Regions from separate parts of the Mus musculus genome. Here regions 2, 3 and 4 are each linked to region 1. A link is a contact called in public Hi-C, HiChIP or PLAC-seq and promoter capture Hi-C data. All regions are on one chromosome and are shown on one strand. The core of a region is the stretch at or near the end of the contact, and the rest is flanking DNA. Distances in the headings are between cores, read along the strand shown. Region 1 overlaps Spon1 (spondin 1, (f-spondin) extracellular matrix protein). Region 2 has its middle 3.6 kb from the start of Gm33659. Region 3 holds the start of Calcb (calcitonin-related polypeptide, beta). Region 4 has its middle 46 kb from the start of Pth.

What was found. Promoter capture Hi-C pulls out the DNA fragments that hold promoters and counts their contacts. A called contact is a pair of places that touch in the nucleus more often than the background predicts. HiChIP or PLAC-seq counts read pairs in DNA pulled down with a chosen protein or histone mark.
Region 2: a contact with region 1 is called in a Hi-C map of cortical neurons, with 4 times the contacts expected there. The contact joins two enhancer-like sites. A contact is called at or near these places in 1 of 15 datasets of contacts at CTCF or cohesin (pro-B cells), 8 of 484 Hi-C or Micro-C datasets (B cells, the G1E-ER4 cell line, the HPC-7 cell line and 4 more) and 2 of 115 datasets of contacts at active chromatin or transcription factors (bone marrow-derived macrophages and pancreatic cancer cells).
Region 3: a contact with region 1 is called in a promoter capture Hi-C map of 3T3-L1-derived adipocytes, with 2.9 times the contacts expected there. The contact joins the promoter of Calcb here to the enhancer-like site in region 1. A contact is called at or near these places in 4 of 39 promoter capture datasets (3T3-L1-derived adipocytes, the C10 cell line and embryonic stem cells), 1 of 484 Hi-C or Micro-C datasets (large pre-B cells) and 1 of 9 other capture datasets (liver).
Region 4: a contact with region 1 is called in an H3K4me3 HiChIP or PLAC-seq map of bone marrow-derived macrophages, with 9 times the contacts expected there. The contact joins two enhancer-like sites. A contact is called at or near these places in 2 of 39 promoter capture datasets (cranial neural crest and hippocampal neurons), 12 of 484 Hi-C or Micro-C datasets (the AML12 cell line, the G1E-ER4 cell line, the N1E-115 cell line and 6 more) and 4 of 115 datasets of contacts at active chromatin or transcription factors (bone marrow-derived macrophages, embryonic basal ganglia and pancreatic cancer cells).

What each region holds. Positions count from the first base shown.
Region 1 is chr7:114,019,097-114,023,375 of GRCm38.p6, reverse strand. The region is part of intron 7 of Spon1 (spondin 1, (f-spondin) extracellular matrix protein); the gene reads right to left. Among named protein-coding and RNA genes, the nearest start is that of Gm51454, 15 kb to the left of the region's middle. Within about 2 kb of position 2,460, at least 81 of the 459 cell types and tissues checked have an H3K27ac peak or open chromatin away from gene starts, as enhancers often do. A contact at or near this core is called in bone marrow-derived macrophages, cerebellum and cortical neurons, where this site is marked.
Region 2 is chr7:113,145,857-113,150,135 of GRCm38.p6, reverse strand. No RefSeq gene overlaps it. Among named protein-coding and RNA genes, the nearest start is that of Gm33659, 3.6 kb to the left of the region's middle. Within about 2 kb of position 2,180, at least 142 of the 459 cell types and tissues checked have an H3K27ac peak or open chromatin away from gene starts, as enhancers often do. A contact at or near this core is called in bone marrow-derived macrophages, cerebellum and cortical neurons, where this site is marked.
Region 3 is chr7:114,716,429-114,720,707 of GRCm38.p6, reverse strand. It overlaps Calcb (calcitonin-related polypeptide, beta), which reads right to left and starts at 2,065. Exons shown (of 5, transcript NM_054084.2): 1 at 1,986-2,065; 2 at 878-973; 3 at 494-634. The coding sequence starts at 966.
Region 4 is chr7:113,432,179-113,436,457 of GRCm38.p6, reverse strand. No RefSeq gene overlaps it. Among named protein-coding and RNA genes, the nearest start is that of Pth, 46 kb to the right of the region's middle. Within about 2 kb of position 1,952, at least 9 of the 459 cell types and tissues checked have an H3K27ac peak or open chromatin away from gene starts, as enhancers often do. A contact at or near this core is called in bone marrow-derived macrophages, where this site is marked.

The sequences.
Region 1 (4,279 bases), core at 1,211-3,710:
AGCACGGCAATTCTGACTGCACAGGATATAGGAACAATTTTTTTTTTAAGCATCTTTAGATATAACTTGCCCCTTTCTCTTATCTAGGACGAGAAAATTCCCCCCAGGCTCTTCAGTGCTTCCATGAGGGAATTTTCCCCCATTCTCCCAAACTGCTTAGCACCGCTGACCTACCTTCATTCACTGATCTGATATGTCATTCAGAATTTCCTGTTTAATGTCATTTTCTCCCCAGTCTATAGAGTAGAGGCCATTTTGGGGGTATTTCAGCTACAATTCCTTGCCTGGCACAGATCTTACCATGCAATGGGCTCCTTCCAAATGTTTGTTGAAATAAATGAATTAATCTAGGAAATGAATGTGGAGCTTTCCTATTTCCTTTGACCTTCAAATTTAATTAAAGGTCGCTTCAAAGTATTTATTATTTCTCTTATAAAAACCTTACTTAAAATAATGAAATGGATAAGCATATGTGTGACTTTTTCTTAGGAAGTGCTAGCCAGAACCAGGGCTCTTTAATTTAATCGAACTTTAATAAAAGTTCTTATTTATGCTCTCTTAGGTGCCAGGTCTTCCACGACGATATGACATTCTGCCAATTTGGTGGCCTATTTTTCTTTTATCTAAGATTTACATGTGAATTTTTTCTTTTTTAAGCAGGGAGACTTATTGCATGCCACAGTATATGACAAATTTAATTAAAAATAATATGATATTTCGAAGTAGAACAGAAATTAGTGGGCCAGAGTGGAGAGAGAGGAAAGGCTGGACACCAAGTGCTGTCAGACTGAATCAACTAAAAAAAACAAAACAAAACAAAACATCAGATTTGCAAGGAACACCATACAGCTCTAGAACCCAATATCCAGACTGTAGAGAAATGTCAAACATTTAAGAAAAGTGTCTACTAAGAAATGTTACTTTTCAAGGTGGGGATAAAAAGAAAAGAAGAGAAAAGAAATGTTTCCTTTCTCAGATTTGAAACAGGAAAAGCAACCACAAAAGAAACAGATTGAATTAACATCAGTTAACACTTGTGGGTAATGACCAGAACTGCTTGGTATTACAAATCTTAAAACCCCCCAAATCTGAAGCTTCCTGAGCGGTAACATGAAACCCAAATAGGGAGTTCCACGCTTGACCCCACACGATGGGTCACAGGCAAATGGCAGATGCATTCAAATATTGTGCAAACGTATTCTCCTGTAAAAGGTGTGCATGCAACCTGTCGCATGCTGAAATTTGGGTCCTGTCACCGAGGCATGTCATTATATCTATACACAAATATTTCAAAATGTAAAAGTCTCCATGGACCCTCTCGTTCTGGCTTTCTGCCACTGCCACTGACAAAACATTGGAGAAAAATGTCTTTGAAGAAGAAAAACTTGTTTTGGCTAATGGTGTCAGAGATTTTAATCCATGGTCACCTGACCACATTTCCTTGTGACTGGGCAGCGTAGTGCACCATGGTGGGGCTACAAGAAGGTGGTGAGGGGTGGGGTGGGTTGGGGTGGGGTGAGGGGTGGGTGGATAGGTGGGTCCTAGCAGATGTTCCAGGCACACACCTCCACAGGCCTAACTTCTTTCCATCCTCCCCTGCCCCAGAGTTTCGCTGTGTAGCCCAGGCTGTCCTAGAACTCACTCTGTTGACCAGGCTGGCCTCAAACTCAGAGCTCCAGCTGCCTCTGCCTCAGAGTGCTGGGATTAAAGGTGTGCACCACCACCAGTGAGCCTTTTTACCAAGTCTTAAAGTTTCCATCACCTCTTAAGAATGCCACAGCTGGAGACCAAGCCTCTAGCTTTCTGGAGGGCACCTAAGATGTGAATCAGAAGACCTCTGGTGCCAAGAAAAATAAGAGTGTCATAAAAGTGTCCCCATCCAGCATAATTGAAAAGTGTCAGCATCTACACAGTGATAAGCCACATCTCTGAGAAAAAGACCCAGTCCTAGTAAAGTTATGAACAGTTTACACACACATAAATTAAAAATAAATATGTACATGAAGAAATGTCTTTCCTGACCTCTGAGAGGGTGAGGTGCATGGGATGAGGGCAGAGAAGCGAGTGCTTTTAACCCCACCTTTCCTTGTAGTTACTAAACCTGCAATATGGGACCAGTGTATTTAACTGTGAAGAAATGGCTTCTCATTGGTTCCTGACAGTACAGTGCCTCATTTTCAGCAAAACTTCCCAAAATACCACAGAGGAAAAGAGGCGAGAGATGATTTTATGATCAATCTACACTCTGGTCCTTGCCTTCTAAGTTACAAATCCTCACCAGTGAGACCTACCTAGTAATAGTTTTTAAAAGGTTTTACTTTGGTCTCAATTTGTTTTCTCAAGTGCAGGAACTCTATTAAGCCACTAGGGGGCGCCCAAGCCATTCATTAGACTGAAGCACGGTGCTGGCGGATCAGGGTTTGTCAAGTTTTTGCAACATTAGTTTCTAACCAGAAGGTATTTGGGATTCCAAGTCCATCTGGACATGCAGATCTACCACCTGCTCAAGTCCGAGTTCCTTTACTACCCCACGGGCGTCGATGGACCCAGGTGACTCTTGCTAGGAGGAGGCAAGAGGGACCTCGGAATCCGAGGGCTGTTTCTGGTTTCATTTCTGGAGAAGTAGACCCAGTCTTTGCACCGCTGATCTCACAAACACCGGCCATTGTCTAAGCAAGAGATAACCAAGAGGAATGGGTGGGAATAATTTAGGGGGAATGCCAGTCCTTTCCAGGAGATGAATATCTTTGAAAGTTCCGGTAATTCTTAGCATTCAGACCACCCTGGAGTAGTGCAAATTCACAATGATTGCAGGAACTGTTTCTCACTTGTGTTTGCAAAGAACCAGTGAAGGATGCGGCTTTGCTCGGAATTCGTCTTTCCCTGTCTCTACCCGAACATTGGGCTGTCAGGGCTCTGGCTTGATTTATTGAATCAAACATGTCACCGTTGATTCGTTCATCCGCTCCTGCCCTTTGAGAAGGGGTGCTGGGAATGCGGATGAAGACTGCTGAGAAAAAAAGTCAGTTTCAACAGGCAGTGCTTTGCAAAGTAGGTCACCCTGGCTTTTCCACTGGGTGAAGAGGCTGGAATCCCATTAACCTCCATCAGACTTGCAGGGATGGGGATGGGGGGGGGGGGGAGAATGGGGGTGGTGGGGGGGCGGGGTTGTTAGTGCAAAACAAAACCTGGCTTCGTGCAGGCTTCCTAATTTGACTTCCTAATGAGATTTGGAAAGGAAAGGGGAATAGAGGGTTTGGGAAAATCAAAGGAAAATTCCTTTCCCTAAATGAGCCCATAGTGTGGGGTGGAAAGGTTTGGGCTGTTTGTGAACTGAGTGTTTGCCATCAATTAATTTTTTGTTTTTTCTTTCTTTCTTTCTTTCTTTCTTTCTTTCTTTCTTTCTTTCTCTCTCTCTCTCTCTCTCTCTCTCTCTCTCTCTCTCTCTCTCTCTCTCTTTCTTTCTTCCTTCCTTCCTTCCTTTTTTTTTATCTTTGTTTCCACTGGGTCTCAGAAAGTCTGAGGGGCAGGTAAAGTGTGGGAAGGTATTCCCCATATAATACTTCTTTCAAATTTCAACATGTCTTTCACCCGTTGGAAGTAACACACACACACACACACACACACACACACACACACACAGAGAGAGAGAGAGAGAGAGAGAGAGAGAGAGAGAAACAACCCCGTCACCAAAACCTAAAACACCTCCAAGCCACCAAAACACACACACACACACACACACACACACACACACACACACACACACACAAATCCAACTCGATTTTCTTCCCTTCTGCGTCACAACCAAGTCAGACTTTGTCTTCTACAGCAGGGTTAAGGTTTCCCCTGCTGCATGCAGGGTTCTCCCATCCCACAGCAGAAGGGCACAGTGGCTTAGTGTCTGTGACTCTATTGACTGACTTCATGCTGGGTAGGGCCTAGCTGGCTGTGTCCCTCAGTCTTCCCTGGGTTCCAGGGAGCTACTCTTTCCTTGGGCACCTTTGTGCTGTTCTCTTTTGGTTTCATTTGAAGCCAAGGCTTTACCATGAAGAGTGGGGGCTCTTGGGGGCTCTGTCCTAAGCCTTATTCTTAACCTCCACACCCCCCCACCCCCGCGCTGTCAAGTGACCCTGGTTTTGGGCAGTCTCTGATTTACCCTTGACTCAGTTATGCATCTGCAGAGACTCTGAACCCTGAAATTCAGAGCTAGGTCCTAACTGGGCACTTGGCCTTCACCTTTTAGGGCATCTTAACAACATGTCATAGGCAGAGCTGCTCT
Region 2 (4,279 bases), core at 931-3,430, 870 kb after region 1:
TGCCTCTCTCCAGGCGGGAATGCTTCACCTTAGAGGGAACAACTTCAGAAGAGCATGCCATGCCTGGCCTTTCTGTTACCTCTGCCTACCAGATCCCAGACTCTCTGTCTCTTTGTCTCTCTCCTTGAAATGGGATCTCTTTACATAGCCCCAACTGTACCTGAAGTCACTCTGTAGACCAGGCTGTCCTCAAACTCACAGAGATCTACCTGCTTCTGCCTCCCAAGTGCTGGGATTAAAGGCATGCGCCACCATGCATGGCTACCAATTTTCTGATTTCTTCTCAGGGTTAACCTTGGACTGTGGGGTTTTGCTATAGTCAAGGTCTAGGAAAATCTGGGCCTTGTCTAGGAACAGGGAGGGATCCCTTTAGCTCCCATATCAGCACCAAGGCTTTGTCTGTGGGATGTCAATAAACATCTTAATTCAACCAAGACTTGGTCCCACATCAAGGATTTGTGCTTGACATCACACAGGGCTTGTGAAGGTCTGGTTATGATGTGACCTCTGTAGTCACAGGAGTACCTCCATATTCTCAAGACTCTGATCACAGTAAGGCAGGAGTCATGGGTATCAAGTGGACAACATCCAGTCAAAGGGCCTCACTGTCATCCTATCAGAGGCAATGCTAATGGTGACCCAGAGAGACTCATGCTGTTCCTGCATTCTACAGAATGAAGTATTAAGATCACAAACTCATGCAACACACATGTATTTTGCCTTATTCAGTTTGGAATGGAAAGTTGCCCTGACCCCATATTTCTTAAGAAGGTAAAAGCCAAGCATATGGGATTTCTAAATAAAGAGGGACTTTTGTGAGGAGAGTGGCTGTCATTCAGCTCTCCATTCCCAAAGGGCCCCAGGCTCCCAGGTAGCTGACATCACCAGCCTGCACCAAGCTTAGCCAGGAAGACAGGTCTTAAACCATGTCTGACTCATGAAGGAAGCCAGCAAAGGACCTAGATCAAGTCTACAAGACCATTCCATCCTGCCCTCCGGTACATGGCATGTGTTCATCAGAAGAGGAGAGAAGGGACAAAGAGGGAGAAGAAAGGAAAAGAAAGGGGAAGACACCCAATAGGATGCAGAATTCAGCCTTCTTGAACTCCTGCAAGACTAGTAACATAACAGCATTATGGAAGTGTTTTAGAAGAGGATTCTGGGAAGGAACCTCTGTTTCAAAGGCAGCTCACTAACGTGACTCATCAAACCACCGTGAGCCATGGAGAGATGCTTGAGAGAGCAGGCGCCTCTCTGAGGAAAAGTGCGTACTCCAGTGGTAGACTCGCTCACCCAAGGCTGACACACTTCCCTGGAAGAACAAGTTAGCAAATGGTGATTATTTCAAGTCACCCACACCCAAGAGACACCTTCTCGGTATGTGGTTGTCCTTAAGGGACATCATTAAACTCTGGTGTTCTGTAGCCCAGTTGGTCATCAGATAAATCATCAGATTTCCTTGGAGGAATATCTTTTGTTTTTTGATTTTTAAAAAAAATAGACAATGTGTGTGAATATGTATGTATGTATGTATGTATATGTGTATGTGCATGTCTGCGTGTGTGTTTGTGTGTGTGTGTGTACAGATGGGGTGTGTGCACATGTATGAATGTTTTCCTGCCTTCCTTTTTTCTTTCATATATACTTTTTATCTTTTGAGACGGTACCTCAGAGCACAACACAAGCTGGATTTGGACTTCGGATCCCCTTGCCTCAGCCTCCCAAGTGCTGAGATTACAGACATGCCCCATTGCCCAAGGCCTTGCATGAATGTACTCTGGTTGTCTTGCTGTCTGCCTCTCTCCGGGACAGAAACTCTTCTAGAAGCCCTTTTTGAGGTCAGGCAGGCCAGCTGTGTCTTGTGGATTTTTGTACCGCAGACAGGAAGGTCTCCATCTGGCTTGTTAATGACAACCACATTTTCAAAACCTCAGACTGGGGCCCAGTGTCTGACCAAGGCTGGGCTTCTACTTCATGAATATAATCATGTGCTCTTTTCACTAAGGGATAGAATGACATCACTTGTCATTAGCCTTTTGCAGAGAATTGTGACAGGATGTTGGGACCACCAAGAACTCAGTGACAAGTGCCTTTGGAACTCCCTTCCAGAGACAGTGATTTGGGAAGCTGGTGCAGTCCTGACTCAGGCACGAAGCTTCTATGCCTCACAGACCGAAGCAGCCTGGGCGACTCGGCATAGCTTAGGGTCCACTGTGGCTAATGAGCTCACTCTTGGGCTGCCGGCCCGGCCCGCCGGTCTGCTGCAAGCTGCCAGCGTCTCAAGCTGTGAATCAGCCTAGGCTGACACTTGATTCAGCATGGCCAAGGAACCTTGGGAACCTCCCCAAACCTGAGCACTTTAGTCCAGAGCTGGAGAGTCACAGGGAAGTCTACCCACCCCAACCTTCCTCTGCCTCCCAGCTACCCTGCTCTTCTGAGAGATTAGAATCCCTGCCATTGTTCTGAAACCCTTAGTTCCACCCACGGTGGCCCTGCCCTGTTGAGGAGGCTGTGGGCTTTGGAAAGGATTCACAAGCGCGCACACACACACACACACACACACACACACACACACACACACACTGTTTCTTTGAGATCCCACTGAATTAAGCTCCTTTGTCCTTCACTTAATTCCAGGGGAGTTAGTCAGCATTAATGGGGTGGTATCTCGAGCTACTTCCCTTTCTGCCTGGAAGTCCACCCACAAGCTTCTTCCAAACGCCACAGGTTTTGTGCCTATTTGTTCTGTGAGTTAACTCTTAAAGGACCTCACAGGAAGAAGAGAAGGCAGCGATGCTCTGAGGGCCCTCATCAGGACCACTGCACATTTTATCCATTGACTCTTTACTGCTGGTGCTGAGGTAGAAATTATTATGCCATTTTCTCGATAAAGAAGCTGAGGCCAGATAAACTATGTTCTCTCCTCCACTCAAGGTCACAGAATTGAGAGTGGATCCTATAATCAACTGAATCCTTACGCACAGGTCCTTAATGTCTAATAATTTGATACCACCAAGTTGGCAAAAGTGTTGTCTGAGGATATCTGTTTCTCAAGTGGCTTTGGCTTAATTTTCCTTAGCATACATTGATTGATTGATTGTATTAGTTGGGGGAAGGTTTTGTGCCACAATAAGGGTGTGGAGACCAGGGGACAACTTTCAAGAATCAGTTATTTCTCTCTACAAAGAGGCTCTCACGGATCCAACTCAGGTGCTCAGGCTTGTCAGCAAGTGCTAATTTTTAATTTTAATTTCCTCCCCAAACCCGTCATTTTAGGAAAGCTGTTGACTCAGTAGCCCTGTTCTCAGTCACAGAGTAACATTTTGTGCCGTGATGACACATGGCACAAACTTCAGGAAGGGTGCGGTCACCCGTGTGACCGAGCTACATGTCAGCCTGGAGACGGGGAGAAAGCTCAGAATTGGCCCACTACTGCCTCTTCTTGTGGTCCTCAAGCTTGCAGTGTCTGTCTGCCATGCTGGTGCTGCCTACCCTCCCTGCCCGGTGTCCACCACATTCTCCAGTTTCTCTTTCCCCATCCTACTGAAACTTCCAAACCAATGCATATTCAGATGGCGTCATCTGTTCTGAAACCTTCCTCGGCTCCCAGACACATGCAGTCAACAAACCTTTCAGAGGGTCTTGAGAGGCCTCCTTGGCAAGCAGCATCTGTGGATATGCACTTTGTGCACCAAGTTTAAGCCACTGAAGGATGGACATCATCAGTCCCCGAATCCTGAGTTGAGCACTTTGTCCTATTTGAAATAGACTCCCCCCCCCCCTTTTTTTTTTTTTTTTTTTGCTTTGAGTGACAGCCACCATCAAGAGGCAGGTGCCACTTCCTGTTGAGATGTGTGCCCTCTAGCCAAGTTTCCACCATACTGCTTCAGGAGTCTGCCTTCCCCAGCTAGCCTGCAGACCCCAGGATCAGCTCTGGGACTTGCTGGCTGCTGCCCTCGGGTGTGAACTGTGTTTCTGGGTGCTGTTTGCCTTCTGAACAGTAACCAAGCTGGGGTTTGCAAATGAGCAGCTTTTGTTACGAATTAGAGTAGATTCAAGGTTATTGTTATTATTATTTTTACAGTAACACCATTTTCACTCGCTTGCCTGGTTTCCTGAGTGGGTGAGTTTCAGCCAGCTTGCCGATAATTGTTCTACTTGTTAAGGCAAAAGGTTAAGAAGAGATCAACAGGTCTTGAGATGATATATTTGGGGTGCTGAGGCTAATCTGTGACACAGACATGTGTGCATACCTGTGTAATTTATGTGTGTGTGAATG
Region 3 (4,279 bases), core at 816-3,315, 700 kb before region 1:
GGCCCTGTAACAATGTAACATGGGACCCTGTAACAATGTGTACACATCTATGAATGCCCCGACCTACCTCAGACTCTGTGCTACCTGTCCCAGACCCCTTCTACCCCAACAACTTTTCCTTGTAAGTGTGGAATGAAGGCTCCTTGACAGTTGAAAGAGCAGCAAATGTTGGAAGCTGTTAAAGCTTCCTGAAATTCTAGTCCATCCTCTGGCACCACACTTACCAGTCCTACCTCAGCAGGTTCAGCGATGTTGATGTTTCCCCATCAGTGCAATCCAAATCCCTTCTACATCTCCTCATTTCTTTTCCCAAGAGTTTTCAGGAGAAACAACATTGTAATGTGTCTAACAACTATGAGCCCCTCTGGTGGTACTGGAAGCTCTGTGGGAGGCTAGGACTCACGTTTAGTTCCTTGGACTGCTGGCCACTGTCTCTCGACCTCTCTGGAATAAGTCCTCCTACATGTGGGGGTCAGATGGGGAGGAGACTTACCGGGAGCCCTTAGTCTCTTGCTCCTCCTGTTCCAGCTTCCTGGCCTTCATCTGCTCATAGTCCTGCATCAGTGCAGCAAGCAAGAGATGTTTTTCCTGGTCGCCGAGGGTGCCCAGGTCTAGGCTGCTCTCCAAAGCGGACCTGTGGAGGTAGCAAAGCCAGTGCAGGTTCTGATTCCCTGCCTATCTCCTCCCCAAATAAGAAACCAAGCTTCCTAGCCCTTGCTTCTTCCCTAGGGGCGTAGCGGTCTGGTCATTAGGCCAGTTCCCACATGAGGGCGCTGAATTACCAATAACCAAGTAGGGCTACAGAGCCGCAGAGTTGACACACCCCAGGGGCAGCCGGAGGAGAGCCAGACTGCACTTCTGATTCAGGTTAATTTACCTGAAAGGGGCAGCCTGGAGGCTGCTGGCCAGGCACAGGACCCATATGCTGCTGAGAGCCAGAAAAGGAAAGAACTTCCAAAAGTCCATGATGTCTCTGTAAGAAGAGAAGAATGGTCCAATTGCTCAGGACTATAGACCCAGGTTCTATTTCTCCTACCACACTGCAGCTCTCAAAACGTGCAGTAGATGCAGTGTGGTGAGTGGCTTGATAGAGCAGAAACGAGTGGGGGAGAGTAGATGTGGTTTGCAGTTTCTGCTCGGTTTAAGAACAAGGAGGAGCTACCGGCACTCATTTGCCCCCAGCTTGCAGGAGAACACACGTGCCGCGCCCCTTTGGCTCTCATCTGTGAAGAAACCAAAAACCACCCAGAGATCCCTGCGCCTTGCTGTCCCGCTGCTAAGGATTTCTAACAGGTTGAAATTATTATAATCACCCTTTCTGAGAGGTTGCCCTGGGGAAGAAAGTTAACTTGGAACTAATCCCCCTCTCTCCATCTGCAGAGTTGGGAGATTTTTTTTTTTAAACTACCTCAGAACCGCAGATGAGGACTCCTCCTCCCCACAGCGAAGCGAGACCCACCTGCTTGCTGATAACCCCAGGAGGCTAAAGGCTGGAAACATCTGAGAGAAAAGATCAGTGCTCCCCAATCCCGAATCCAAGGAACTCTTTAACCTAAAACTGGTTAGGATGCGGCAAGACCACCTTCCCTCAAGGAGGGGGCACAGACGCGCCTAGATAGGGTCGCCCAGCTTCCAGTGCTGCTGAGTAGTCGTAGGGGTCCCACTTACTTTAGTTAAAAGAAAATGTCAAGACTGTACTTTCTGACAATGGCTGCAGGAAGGCGGAAATGTATGTGGAATGATAAGGAACCAGGACAGCAAAGGGATCCAAGTAGAGTGGGGTGTGGTGGCTTGCGCCTGTAATCCGCATCCTTAGGATGCTGAGAAAGGAGAACCTTAGCGTTTGAGACGAACCAACTTGAGCTATATAGTGGGTGCCAGGCCAACTTAGACTACAGTGTGAAATACTGCATTAAAAAGAGCAACCAAAAGGAAACAAACTAAAGGAGAGAGAGCTGTAGGCGTTGAGAAGTTAAGTTTCTCACCTGCTAGCCCGTGTTGGAACAGCGAGAGTGAAGTGTCCACTGCAGAAGAGCACACACACACGGCTGTAGGCGTCTTGTCCCCAGAGCCGTGGTCTCTTATTCTCGATCTTGAGGGTGTGGGGGGTCCGCAGTAGCTCTTCCACCAATCAGAGCTCTGACCGAGCTTCCATAACGTCATAGCTGGAGCTACTTACACTTCTGCAGGAGGGAGGCAGCAGTCCACTCCCTGTCTTTGAGGTCATTGCTGAGGAACCGGGTAGGAGTGGGAGTGGGGGTGGGGTAAGGATACAGAGAGGGTGAATTCGTCCAGAATGTGAGCAAACCTGAGTTTGACATCACGACCTCTTTAATACCTGAACTCCAGCCTACAACCTTTTGCTGCCCACTCCAATGGGGACCTGAACCTCGTAGCTGGACTCCCACGCAGGCTGAGTAGCACTCCCAGGTTCTAAAAGGACTTCAGTAGATACATCCACGATGATGACTGTCACAGGAAGAAGCGGGTCCTTGGATACATTAGGGTACTTCTGTCATACCTGTCCCAAATGGGCACTCTAGCAGTGCGTGCTTCCCATCACCTAATAAGGATAGAAACTAGAGAGTATTGTGGAGCAGCAGGCTAACAGACTGCACAGGGAACTGGGCTTTCTCCTCCTGTACCAGACCTTCCAAATCCTGCGCTATGGTTTTTACATCCCTCCCCCGCCCCCATTCAAATCCCCAGACCTCACACTGCTGTAGCAGTGTAGATTAAAGCACTTCCAAGCATCCCTGGCGGGTTTGCCTAGCAGGAGGCTGGCGCTCAGATGGCAGTTCCCTTCCCCTCCCCTGCATCTCCACCACCCCACTCTGCAGAGCTTGAGAGCTGAGCCAGGGTCCTGCACAGGCCACCTGAGCAACCCAGGGGTCAGCAGGGAACTTTCACACTCACTCAGCTGCTGGTTAAGCATCCATAGGTTCAGGCATCCGACAGCTGGCAGGTGACCTTTGGCATTAACACACCGTGTCACTGAGGAATACTCGGTTCACTTGCCTTCAGCAGAAGACTGTGTGCACGCACTAACCCAAATCAGTTGAGCTTTGGCCAAAAATAATCTCACATTTCTGCTTTCAGAATCAGGCATGAATTATGTGCACTGGGATAGGCACATCACCACTCTGGCCTAACCATGGGCATCACAAGTGCCCACCCAAGAAAAAGAACTGAGTATCTCCTGTTTTCCACGTCGCCCATTCTTCCAGGTGTGAGGAGAAGATACGCGGTGCTCAGCTACTAGAAAGTGAACTGACATCATTCCCAAGGCTTCAGGCTTTCCCTCTCCGCTGCTTGGTTGCAGCACAAGGACTCTCCAAGTGCCCAGCTTGCTGGGGGTTCCAGTAATGTGTGGAAAAGGCTATACCTGTGGCTTGGGAGATCCACACCTGGCCCTCAGTTTCTGAGAATCAGAAAGGAACTCAGTGTGTTTACTCAGGTCCTCTGAGTCACTTTTCTGATTCAGGTCCTAGTTGTTGGAGCAAGGGCAGATGATACCACCCTCCCTCAATTAAAAAAAAAACCCCAACTGGGAAACTCCCGCTGGCCTCCAGTCCTCAATGTGGTGAGGAGGATGGGAGGCAGTTTCCCCAGGAACCTAGATGTAGATCAAAGTTGCCCCCAGCAGAGGCATAGGATGGCTTTGTAATGATTTTTTTTTTGGTAATTGGTAGGGCACCCAACCAATGCTCTCTAGAGGAATTTCTTCATGAAAACAAGGTCCTTCTCCATCTAGATTGTGAGTTCACTTTTGGATGGAAGGAAAATCATGGGAATGACCTTTTTTGGTTTGAGGGTCTTCTCTCCAAAAGTCCTACAAATAATAGGGTGACATCTGTGTCCCTCTTCTGGATTTGGGACTTGAAAAGTGCCTGTAGAATGTAAAGGTGAATCTGTGAGGTGAAAAGTACCCGAATCCCCATACTTCTGTCACTGTCATTGGGGTCTGGCAAAGCTGTGATGTAGTAATTGCAAGCATCATTTTCCATGGGCACTCGGCCATCATTAAAAGGGAGAGAGTAGATGAAGATAGCCCCACTTCCAGCTTTCCAGTCTGACCCAGCCATCAGTAACATGCATGAGGAAGCAAGAAGTAAGAAGAGGGATAAAGCAGGAATCTTGATACGGTCTGCTGAGAAAACCTCAGAATATTTATTTATTTATTTGGGAGAACACAGAACCTTGAGAGTAGACCATATATATATATATATATATATATATATATCTCCAAAGATAATATCTGCAACACCTGAACTTTTCA
Region 4 (4,279 bases), core at 703-3,202, 590 kb after region 1:
CAAAAGCCCGCACTTGGCCCAGTGTCGGCCTGCCTGTGAATCAGGATGTAACTCTGTTTCAGTACTATGAGCGCTGCCATTCCCCCTCCATCCTCCCACCATTGTGATAATGGACTAACCTCTCAAATTGTAAACAAGCCCACAATGAAATATTTTATTTTATAAGAGTTGCCTTGGCCATGCTGTCTCTTCACAGCAATAGAACAGTGAGCTAGACAGTGGTCAAGAGCACCTACTTCTCTTATAGAGGACCAACTTTAGTTCCCAGTTCTCATGTTGGATGGCTCACAAAAAAGCCTGTAACTCCGGATCCAGGGGGTTCAACAATCTCTTTTGGATTCTGTAAACACCTGCACTCATATGTCCACACCCACACATAGACATAATATATACACATAATTAAAAATAAGAAAAATAAATCCAGATTTAAAAAGAATGCCTCAGGTTGTTTCTCAATGGAACAGAAGCCTTTCTGTTGACAAATTCTAACTTTCTCCAATGCTTTTTCTTTAAAACTCCTTTCCAAGATATGAAGTAGCCATGTTCATTAATTCTTCCTGTCTGCCACTTTACACCTGGTGTAACCATACCGGCTGGGACCTTGCAGTATCACACACATGGAAATTTCCTTAACCATTTTGCTCCAAAAGGACAGGGAAGCATAAAGGCAGCTATCATGTCAACACTGGACAGGCAATAAGGCCTAACAGAATATTCTTTCTGTTTTATTCTGTTTTGTTTTTCTGAGACAGAGTTTCTCTCTGTAGCCCTAGCTGTCCTGGAACTCACTCTAGACCAGGCTGGCTTCAAACTCACAGAGATCCATCCACCTGCCTTTGCTTCCAGAATGCTGGGATTAAAGGCATGAACCACCATGCCCCATTCAACAGAAGATTCATAACGTAGCTCTACAACAGTTTTATCGTCCTATTGAAACTTCCTGGACTCAAACATTCAATGGCTCTATCTTCATCAGTGTTTATCAGTGTGATTCAACCAACACAGGCCAATTATTAGTTTCCTTGTCACATTCTTCACTCGACAAAAGTCACATGACAAGGTAATTGTCCCACAGAAGTAATAAAATCACTGCTGGACAGTCATAAAGAAGGCAGATATCAAGTGCTCTGACTGCAGAGGATAAATGGAGAAACAATTCCACTGGGTGTCTGGCTTTAGACATTTGGGTCTATTAGTTGTTCCTCTTTAGTATCAAATAATAAGACGTCTTCATTGCTACTATCCTACAGTGACAGGGCAACCTAGCCCTTTTCCATTGCTCCCTTGGCTTTCTTCCTTTGTGTTATCATTATTTTAGACATTTATATAAAGTGAATAGTGCAATTCTCAACTTTATCTCTGATTTTTAAAAATTTATTTATTTTCTGTGCATTGCTGTTGCCTACACGTATGTCTGTGTGAGGGTGCCAGATCCTCTGGCACTGGGGTTACACACAGTTCTGAGCTGCCATGTGGATGCTGGGAATTGGACCCTGGTCCTCTGGCAGAGCAGCCAGTGATCTTAAGCACTGAGCCATCTCTCCAGCCCCATTTCTGCTTCCCTGCCCCCATTTCTGTTTTTTTTTTAAATTTAGTGCAAGGTGTTTTATAAAAAGCAGTTTGGGTGATTTTTGCATTCCTGAGTCTATGTTTACTCATCTTTAGGATGATAATAATATCTACTTATAAATCAAACTGAATATTCTGCATAAAAGCCCCTGCAAGCCTCACAGTTACATAGCATTTACTTTTTTATTCGAGAGACCTGTTTTCAAATACCAGCTCTTATGCATCCAGAAAACAATGGACTCTCGAGAATGTTTGTTAAATGCCATTCAACCCAAACATATTCTTTATTACACAATCCAGTCACTGTGTTAAACATAAAAAGTCAGGGGCATTTAAAAGGACAAAGCATCAACAGTCCTTTTGTCATCTCTTCCAGAAGGTTCTCCTTTGTCCACTTGGTGGCAGCATCGCCCGAGTCACTAACAAGAAGCCACACCAGGACCCTCCCTTGACTTTTCCAAAGGACATCTTCAAGAACTTTCACATTCAAGCATTCATTCTCTTATAGAACAGAGCAAAGAGAGGTGACACCAGTCACAAGCCCAGGAGCATCTTTCACTTCTATCACTCACCGTTTTTTTAGTCTTTTTTAAATTTTAAAGAAATTATCAACTCTCTTGTGCTAGAGATTTAAAACTAGAAGACACCCTGTCAGTCAACTGAGGATCCATTATTGATAACAGAGGTTAAGCTAAGCAGAAGACAAACTTGGGAAGGTAAAAATGTAATTACTATGTTCCTAAGAAGATCCTAAAAGTACTAGAGGAGAGAAATTCTAAGTTTTTTTTTTTTTTAAGTATATTTGGTGCTTTCATTTCTGAGAAAATCAACTGCAAATTCCAGTGTGGAGGACTGAAGGTATAGAGTCAAGGACTGGTTCCAACGCTGGTGGACTTCCAGCCCCTGCTCTGTTGGATCACTCACCCATATACCTCAGCTTCTTCACTCTAGTTCAGTTCGGGGCGGTGCACTTAAAAGTCAGCCTCAATGAGATAGCCTCAGCATCTATCACTAACTGGAATTTGAGAAGTTCTGAGAAGTACACAATCCTTTGACTAGTACCATTATTAAATACAAAATATTTCATCCATTTTTTTCTTCTAAGAACTTCTAGGCATAGGTTTTTAGGTTCTGGATCCCTTCTGGATTATTCTGTGGAGTCCCTGTGTGTGCCGGGCTAACAACCTACCATTGGGCTCTCTCTCTACTCACTGAGTTAAATTTTATATTTGGTTTTATATTTGGTTTAAAGTACAGTTGAAGGCCACTCCTTGAGCATTAGATAGTTTGTGCTGATGGAATTTTATCCTTGCCCAGCAGGCACTCTTCCACTGAGCTCTATCTCTTGCCCCATGTCCTCATCTCAAAAAATACACGTTTAAATACGTTTGCCACCTTTTAATGGCTTGTTTTCTCTGCTACATAGCAGTTGGTATATATGAGATATTTTGAAGATATGGCCCCTTTTCACTTTGTATTTGCCTTTGCTGAAGTTCTGCATTGTGAAGTCTCCTTTGTATGACCAGTGCTGGTTTTAAGAAATGTTCTTCTACTTTGGGATAATGAAAGTTTTCTTCTGTGCTCTCTGCCAGATCTCTACTTCCACCCTCGACATGTGATTCTTTGTATTACCTGGATTGACTTACACAGGAAGGATTGCTTCATTTTTATTTTTCTGCCATGGGCATATCCTCTTTTTATTTTCAGTCAGGTTTATTCTTTAATCTACTTAATCCCCAGGTTGTGAAGTTACTGTTTTATCCACCTTGGTTCTGGATCATAGGTCACTCGGTTGAACTGATCGTAGGTCACTTCCTTCTGAATTCTCCTTAGTGAGTTTAAGCCCTTGGTGAATTTAAATGACAACAGGCTAGCACAACCACTTTCAGCTCTGCTGGTACAGTGTGAACATCCATCTCAGAGGTATTTACTATGATTTTTGTTTCTATGGCTGCATCTTCAATGCCAACCAGAAAGATCCCTTGCCTAACGACATTATTTGTGACTAGAGAAGACCATGGTCCCTGTAGGGACCTTGACTTGTCCCAGACAAGGTACATTATATGTTTGAGCACAGTCTGGAACAACTCACACCTCTTGAATTACAGACAGGAATGCAGCCACGGGTCAACAGGTGATATCTCCCCACTCTGTGGAGCCAAGTCACCTTTCTGTCACCTTCGAGTCCCACTTCATGAAAGTTGTAACAGAGAGTGCATCAATTTCTTCCTTGATGCAGTCACAAAAATCACCCCTTGGGCAGCTTTTCAAAATACAAGGAACAAAGTAATGAGTAGACTTCCATCTTTCAGAAGCCAACATCACTGCCCCAAACACTATTTTTTTAGTTTTCTAAAACAACAGTCTTGCTATGTAGCTCAAGTGGGCCTCAAACTCACAGTCTTCATACCTGTAGGGAGCCCTAAATGAAGTCTGGAGTGAATTATGTTGTTAACACATGTATGGTCAGGTCAGAGACTACAACACCTCTGCCCCATAAGAATGGCAAAGCCTTACCTGGAGAGACACAAGAAGGATGGCAAAGCTTTCTTCAGGAGTCCAAATGCCAGTGTGGTAAAGACTAGCAACTACAACTTCTTGTTCACAGCCTGAGACTGGTCAGCTCCTACCAAAATTAGCTAATCTCCCCTCCTGTGCTGTACCTAACGCTGAGCTTCTGGATCGCTGGTGGCCGTAGGTACCTAACGCT